2 separate regions of the Sus scrofa genome follow, and region 2 is linked to region 1. The links are chromatin contacts, called in public Hi-C maps. All regions are on one chromosome and are shown on one strand. Each heading gives the region's core, a stretch centred on a gene start, on an enhancer-like site or on the middle of the called end of the contact. The rest is flanking DNA. Distances are from core to core; before and after follow the strand shown.

Region 1 (2,879 bases), core at 168-2,667:
GGCCTGTTTATCAGACCAAAATAGCAGATGCCATGGGAGTTCTCCCGGAACCAAAGGCCCTGCCCCTTTCACATCCAATTCCAGCTGACAGCAGTCTCTAAAGCAGAGTTCTCCAGCTCCAAGGAAGGAAGGATTGAGGGAAGAAGGATGAAAGGTAGGAAGAGAGGAAGGAAGGGAGGAAGAGGCATTTAGAATTTGGCAGTCAGTCAAAAGATCTTTTTTGGGGGGGCCACACCCATGGTGTTAGAAAATTCCCAGGCCAGGGATCAAACCAGTAGCACAGCAGTATCAATGCTGGATCCTTATCCTACCTAGCCACCAGGGAGTTCCCCCAAAAGATTTTTTTTTTCCTTCTTTTTTGGCTACTCCATGGCATCTGGATTTCCCGGGCCAGGGGCCAAGGGCGAGGGGCCAGGGTTCAGATCCAAGCCTCAGATACAACCTAGGCCACAGCCCTGGTGATGCCAGATCCACTGTGCTGGGTTGGGATCAAACTTCCGTCCCAGCACTACAGAGACATTGCCAATCCCACTGTGCCACAGCAGGAACTCTTTTTTTTTTTTCTTCTTTTTAGGGCCACACCCATGGCACATGGAGGTTCCCAGGCTAGGCGTCCAGTCGGAGCTACAGCTGCCAGCCTACACCACAGCCACAGCAACATCAGATTTGAGCCAAGTCTGCGATCTACACCACAACTCATGGCAACACCAGATCCTTAACCCACTGAGCAAGGCCAGAGATCAAACCCGCAACCTCATGGTTCCTAGTCAAATTTTTTCCACTGTGCCACAATGGAAACTCCAGAACTCATTTTATTTTATTTTTTCTTCTTTTTTGTCAGAAGATTTTTAAAGGGACTGCTAGACTCTTTGGTGATGTGTGGGGCAGGAGAAACACAGGTAAAATATGGAAGGAACCTTCCGCAACCAAGGTACAGATCATTAGAGACGATAAAGCTGCATGCCAAGAGTGCAGCCAAAAAAAAATTTAGGTTAATTTTGTCTGATTTGCATCCAGTCTTCTCATTAATGAATATGAAACATTGCAGGTGAAGCTGGAATCCCTTTTCATTACGACACCACCCCCACTTCCCTCCGGCTCTGTGCTCTGACTTCAGCCAGCCTGATGAGTTTGGTCTGTGTCTTTCAATCTGTATTTGATAATTTTCGTACATAATTGTAGACAACGCAGGGTGTTCATTACGTATCTTTTCATAAATCAGCGACCCCTCAGCTGGCCATGGCTATTCTCACTGAATCTAGTGTCCTAGAACTCCAGAGCTGTTTCTCTCTAGGCAAGAACATAGCTTTTCTGGGGGCTGATGCAGATCTGTGGATGCAATGCGGCATCTCTGGCCCAGAATTGAGGGTGTTACTGAGGAAGTGAAGCGGGCTCGGGGGAATTTTGGTCCTGTGCATGCTTCCTCAGCTTAGAGCTGTCTTGGCTAAAAATAGCGGAAGCTGTTCACCATCTGCAAAGCACAGCTGTGCAGGCCCCTGTTTTGAAATGAAAAGAAGGTTAGCATTGCCGAGCATTTCCCAAGAACAACCTTTGCTCACTAGGCAAAAGGTAATGCAGATATTAACTGATAGAGAGTTTTCTCCCATGACCATTGCCGTGTGTGGTAGGAACCACCCTGCTTTATAGTCACTACAGGGCTTTATTCTTATTTTTGTTTTTTTGGCTGCGTACATAGCATATGGAAGTTCCCAGGCCAGGGATCAAACCCACACCACAGCAGTGACAATGACAGCCTCTTAACCTACTAAGCCACCAGGGAGCTCCACTAAGGAACCTTTTAGACGCATGTAGTTCCTTTGGCTGTCCCTTTAGGCATCCCTGTAATCACATCAATCTAGATTCTTAGTTGAAGTTGTATGAAGCAGAAAAGGAACTCCTTAAACAACATTAAGGTTCTCAGAGTTCCCATTGCGGCTCAGCGGTTAACGAATCTGACTAGCATCCATGAGGATGCAGGTTCGAACCCCAGCCTTGCTTAGTGGGTTAAGGATCTGGTGTTGCCGTGAGCTGTAGTGTAGGTCGCAGTCACAGCTTGGATCCTGCGTTGCTGTGGCTGTTGTGTAGGCCGGTAGCTACAGCTCTGATTCGACCCCTAGCCTGAAAACCTCTATATGCTGTGGGTGTGGCCCTAAAATTAAAAAAAAAAAAAAAGCAAACAACATTAAGGTTCTTACAGAAGCTTAGTGAGGGCCAAGGAGTTAAGTTTGGAGGCCATGTAACTAGGAACAATGCCCAATGCCCTACTCCAGCATTTCTTTCCAAAACTTATTTCTGTGACCCTCATCTGCGGCTATGCTTCCTTATAATATAAATATTTTTATAAAAGTGGTATGTGTATATAGGTGTACCTGTACATGTTACAAATTTCAAAAGGTAAGAGAGGATAAAAAGGAAAAAAAAAGTCTTCTTCCTACTACTCCAGTGGCTCACTTTTCCTTCACAGAGGTAGCCTTATTTTCAGTTCCTTATGCGTTCTTCCAGAGAAATGCTATGCATATATATGGGTTTATAGATTAGGTTTTCCCTATACAAATGATAGCACACCATATACCATAGAGTCTGCAACATTCATTTACCACCTAACACTGTATCTTGGAGATTATAAGTACAGAACTGCATCATATTTTTTCAGGAACCGTATCAGTTAGGCTAGGGTAGGTTAGGCCACAGTAACAAAGAACCCCCACTCGTGAGGGTAGCATTCCCCTGATACCAAAGCCAGACAAATATATCATAAGAATAGAAAATTACAGATCAAAACTCCTCCTGAGCACAGGCACAAAAATTCTAATGTCCTTCGACAGAGGAGTGGTTAAAGAAGATGTGGCACAATGGAATATTACTCAGCCATTAAAAGG
Region 2 (2,879 bases), core at 264-2,763, 44 kb before region 1:
GAGGGAGACCAGGAGTCCCATTGTGGGGCAGCAGAAACGAATCCAACTAGTATCCACGAGGATGCAGGTTAGATTCCTGGCCTTGCTCAGGGGATAGGGAATCCAGCGTTATTTTGAGCTATGGTGTAGGTCTCAGCCACGGTGGGATCCTGCCTGGCTGTGGCTGTAGGCAGCTACAGCTCCGATTGGACCCCTAGCCTGGGAACTTCCATAGGCCATGGGTGCCGCCCCCCCCCCAAAAGAAAAAAATGGAGACCAGGTAACTAGTACCAATTGCTGCAGGACTCCTAGAAGCCTGAACTGTGATGAGTGTCCCACCACAGGAAAAAAAAAAAAAAGTGAAGTGAAAAAACAACACTCAACTATTCTATACCAGTTCCTCGGACGTGGGAAAAACAGTGCACGGCAATGTTAAAATATCAGATGCTATACCATATTCTGCCTTCTTGCCTCCAGCCCACTTTCCTCTATATTCACCTGCACACGTCAAACATTCCCACCGTTTTAGTTCCCTTTCTTAAACTTAGAAGAAGAAGAAGAAAGGGAACTAAAAGAGCTGACATTTAAAGTGCTTACAAGAGTGCACGGCACAAAGTGCTTTACAAACGCTAAAGTCAAAGCCTAGCCGAGACGCAAAGCTTCACAAACCTCCCAGAGGAGTCCCAATGCTCCCGGGCTACAGTGCGAGCCTGGCATGAACGAACTTGGGATGTTCTTCCCGAAAGGTTACTAAGCAGAAGCCTGAGCGAGACCCTCACTTGGAAGGGCATCGCCGGCCCCGCCCTCGACCTGGATAAGCAAAAGCGCCCTTCAACCCCCTGTGCCTCCGCTTCCTCCACACGGAAACCACAGCAAGAACGCTCCAGCTCCCTCCAACTCCTGGACCCAGGCGATCTGCCCAGGAAAGTAGAGAACGCCTTTAGAATGTTGCGCAAACCCCTGGCAGCGGCGAGCAGGTGGCCTTCGTGCGCCAGCCGCGCGCGGTGCTGCGAGAGCAGACAGGTGCCCGCGGGCATGCCATATGCTCTCTCCGCGCCACCTCCCCGGGCACGCGGGCCCAGGGCCTCCCGGGGCAGTGCCTCAGCGCGGCCTCCCCGGGAGAGCGGTGCCCAGCCCAGCCTTGAGGCAGCCTGACCCGCCTCCCCGCGCGCGGTGCCCAGTGCCCACGCTGCGGGGGGTACGCGCGCCCTCGGCCGCCTGAGAGAGGGGCTTCCCGCAAGCGGAGCCCCAGCCGCCGGCCCGCCGCCGGCCCGCCGCCGCTCACCAGTTCCCGGAGCCCACGATGCACACTTTCAGGGGTGACGCTGCCATGGCCTGGCCGGAACGCTACAGCCCGGCTCGCACCTCCTCTGCCGGCCGCCCGCCTACACCCGCTCAGCCTAAAGCCTCTGCGCCTCGCGGCGGCCCCGCCCCCCTCGCCTCTCAGCCAATGGCCGCGACCACCCCCGCCCGGACGCCCCGGGCCACAGTGACAGCGGGGAGGACCCGCCCCGCCACTCCCGATAACCACTGCGCACGCCTGAGCCCCGCCAGCCTCCTGGCCCAGCTCTGGCACCGCCCAGCGCTGCCCGAAGCCTTTCGGGACTTGTAGTCCGCGCCTCCTGGGCCGCCTCTCCCACCGCGCCACGTGCTGCCCAAGGAGGTTGCACTGCGCCTCGAGCTCCGAGCGCTTGGTGCTGCACCACCCTCCTCTCGTAGCACCAGGTTTGACCCGGTGTTCCCCACCCCGCCTTTCTTCCCTCTCAGGAAGAGCTTCCGCGCAGCAATTTGGAGCCGAGAGAAGCTCCCCGCTTCAGTCTAAAGTCGTCCAGGCTTGGGCCAGTCCTCGAAGTGGCCGCCGCATTCTCTTGGGCCTCTGCCTCACCTGTGGAAACCTCTTAACTTCTGCCTCACCTGTGGAGACCATCTGCCGGACTTCGCGGTGGCGCTGTTATCTTCTGAGGCCTTCGGGACTTGGCCAGACAGCCCTGCGCTCCAGGGTGAGAACTTTGTAGTTAGAGTCAGGTAGAGATTTGGACTCTGGCTACCTTGCCCTTGCCTCACCCACTGATTTGGAAGGACTTCCCTCCTCATCGTTTCCGCCCCAGGGATCAGGAGGATTTGTGGCTCCGAGACCACACTTCCCTTCTTCTGAGAAACGGAACGTTGGGTATCCTTTCTGAGCATCCCTTTCCTCAGGGCGCCACATGAGACCTTCCTTGGGAAGAGGACAAAGTGGTGCGAACCGGGGCTTCTTGGACTCCCCTGCACATTAGAGTCTCTGGAGCTTTTCAAAATCCCCAGACCAGGCAGCACCGCAAGCAAATTGCATCAGAATCTCCCAGAATGGGATACAAACATCAGGATTTTTTGAAGTTCAAGGGTGATTGCAAAAGAACTCAAGATTGAAAACCAGGAAACATGTCAGAGGAGAGTGGCTGAGGAAACACTCCAGTACCTAGGAATATACTAAGCCTATTAGTTTGATGCAAAGAGGATTAGCTCATTTTTGTTTTCGCTTCTACATTGTATGAAAAATTTATTTATATGACAAGATGTTTACTCAAGGAACTACCTAGAGAGAGTGGATGAGATCAGGCATGCTTTCCACTCCTCACTAGTGGTTTGTTCTCATTTATTTGCCAGGAAAGACACCAATGCAGGAATGATATGAAAGTTCAACTACCCAAGCTTTATTCATTTTTCCTCCCTTGCATTTGTGTTATGAAATGGGTTGGTCTAATTAAATAATGAACTCATGTACTTGAGTAAATGTACATTGCCAAGATTTACACCAAGTGATCAGTTCATGTTTAGCTTTTGCTTAAAAGATTTATTCCTCATGTGGAAACTCCTGTTCCCTGATATTGCAACTGCGCCTGCATGAAAATGAACTTCCT

The links. A called contact is a pair of places that touch in the nucleus more often than the background predicts.
Region 2: a Hi-C map of liver shows a contact between it and region 1, with 3 times the contacts expected there. The contact joins the promoter of GPD1L here to the enhancer-like site in region 1. A contact is called at or near these places in 1 of 5 promoter capture datasets (liver), 3 of 47 Hi-C or Micro-C datasets (all in liver) and 2 of 2 datasets of contacts at active chromatin or transcription factors (alveolar macrophages and skeletal muscle).

What each region holds. Positions count from the first base shown.
Region 1 is chr13:18,081,424-18,084,302 of Sscrofa11.1, reverse strand. No RefSeq gene overlaps it. Among named protein-coding and RNA genes, the nearest start is that of GPD1L, 44 kb to the left of the region's middle. Within about 2 kb of position 1,417, at least 13 of the 83 cell types and tissues checked have an H3K27ac peak or open chromatin away from gene starts, as enhancers often do. A contact at or near this core is called in alveolar macrophages and liver, where this site is marked.
Region 2 is chr13:18,125,105-18,127,983 of Sscrofa11.1, reverse strand. It overlaps GPD1L (glycerol-3-phosphate dehydrogenase 1-like protein), which reads right to left and starts at 1,513. Exons shown (of 8, transcript XM_003483139.4): 1 at 1,265-1,513. The coding sequence starts at 1,311.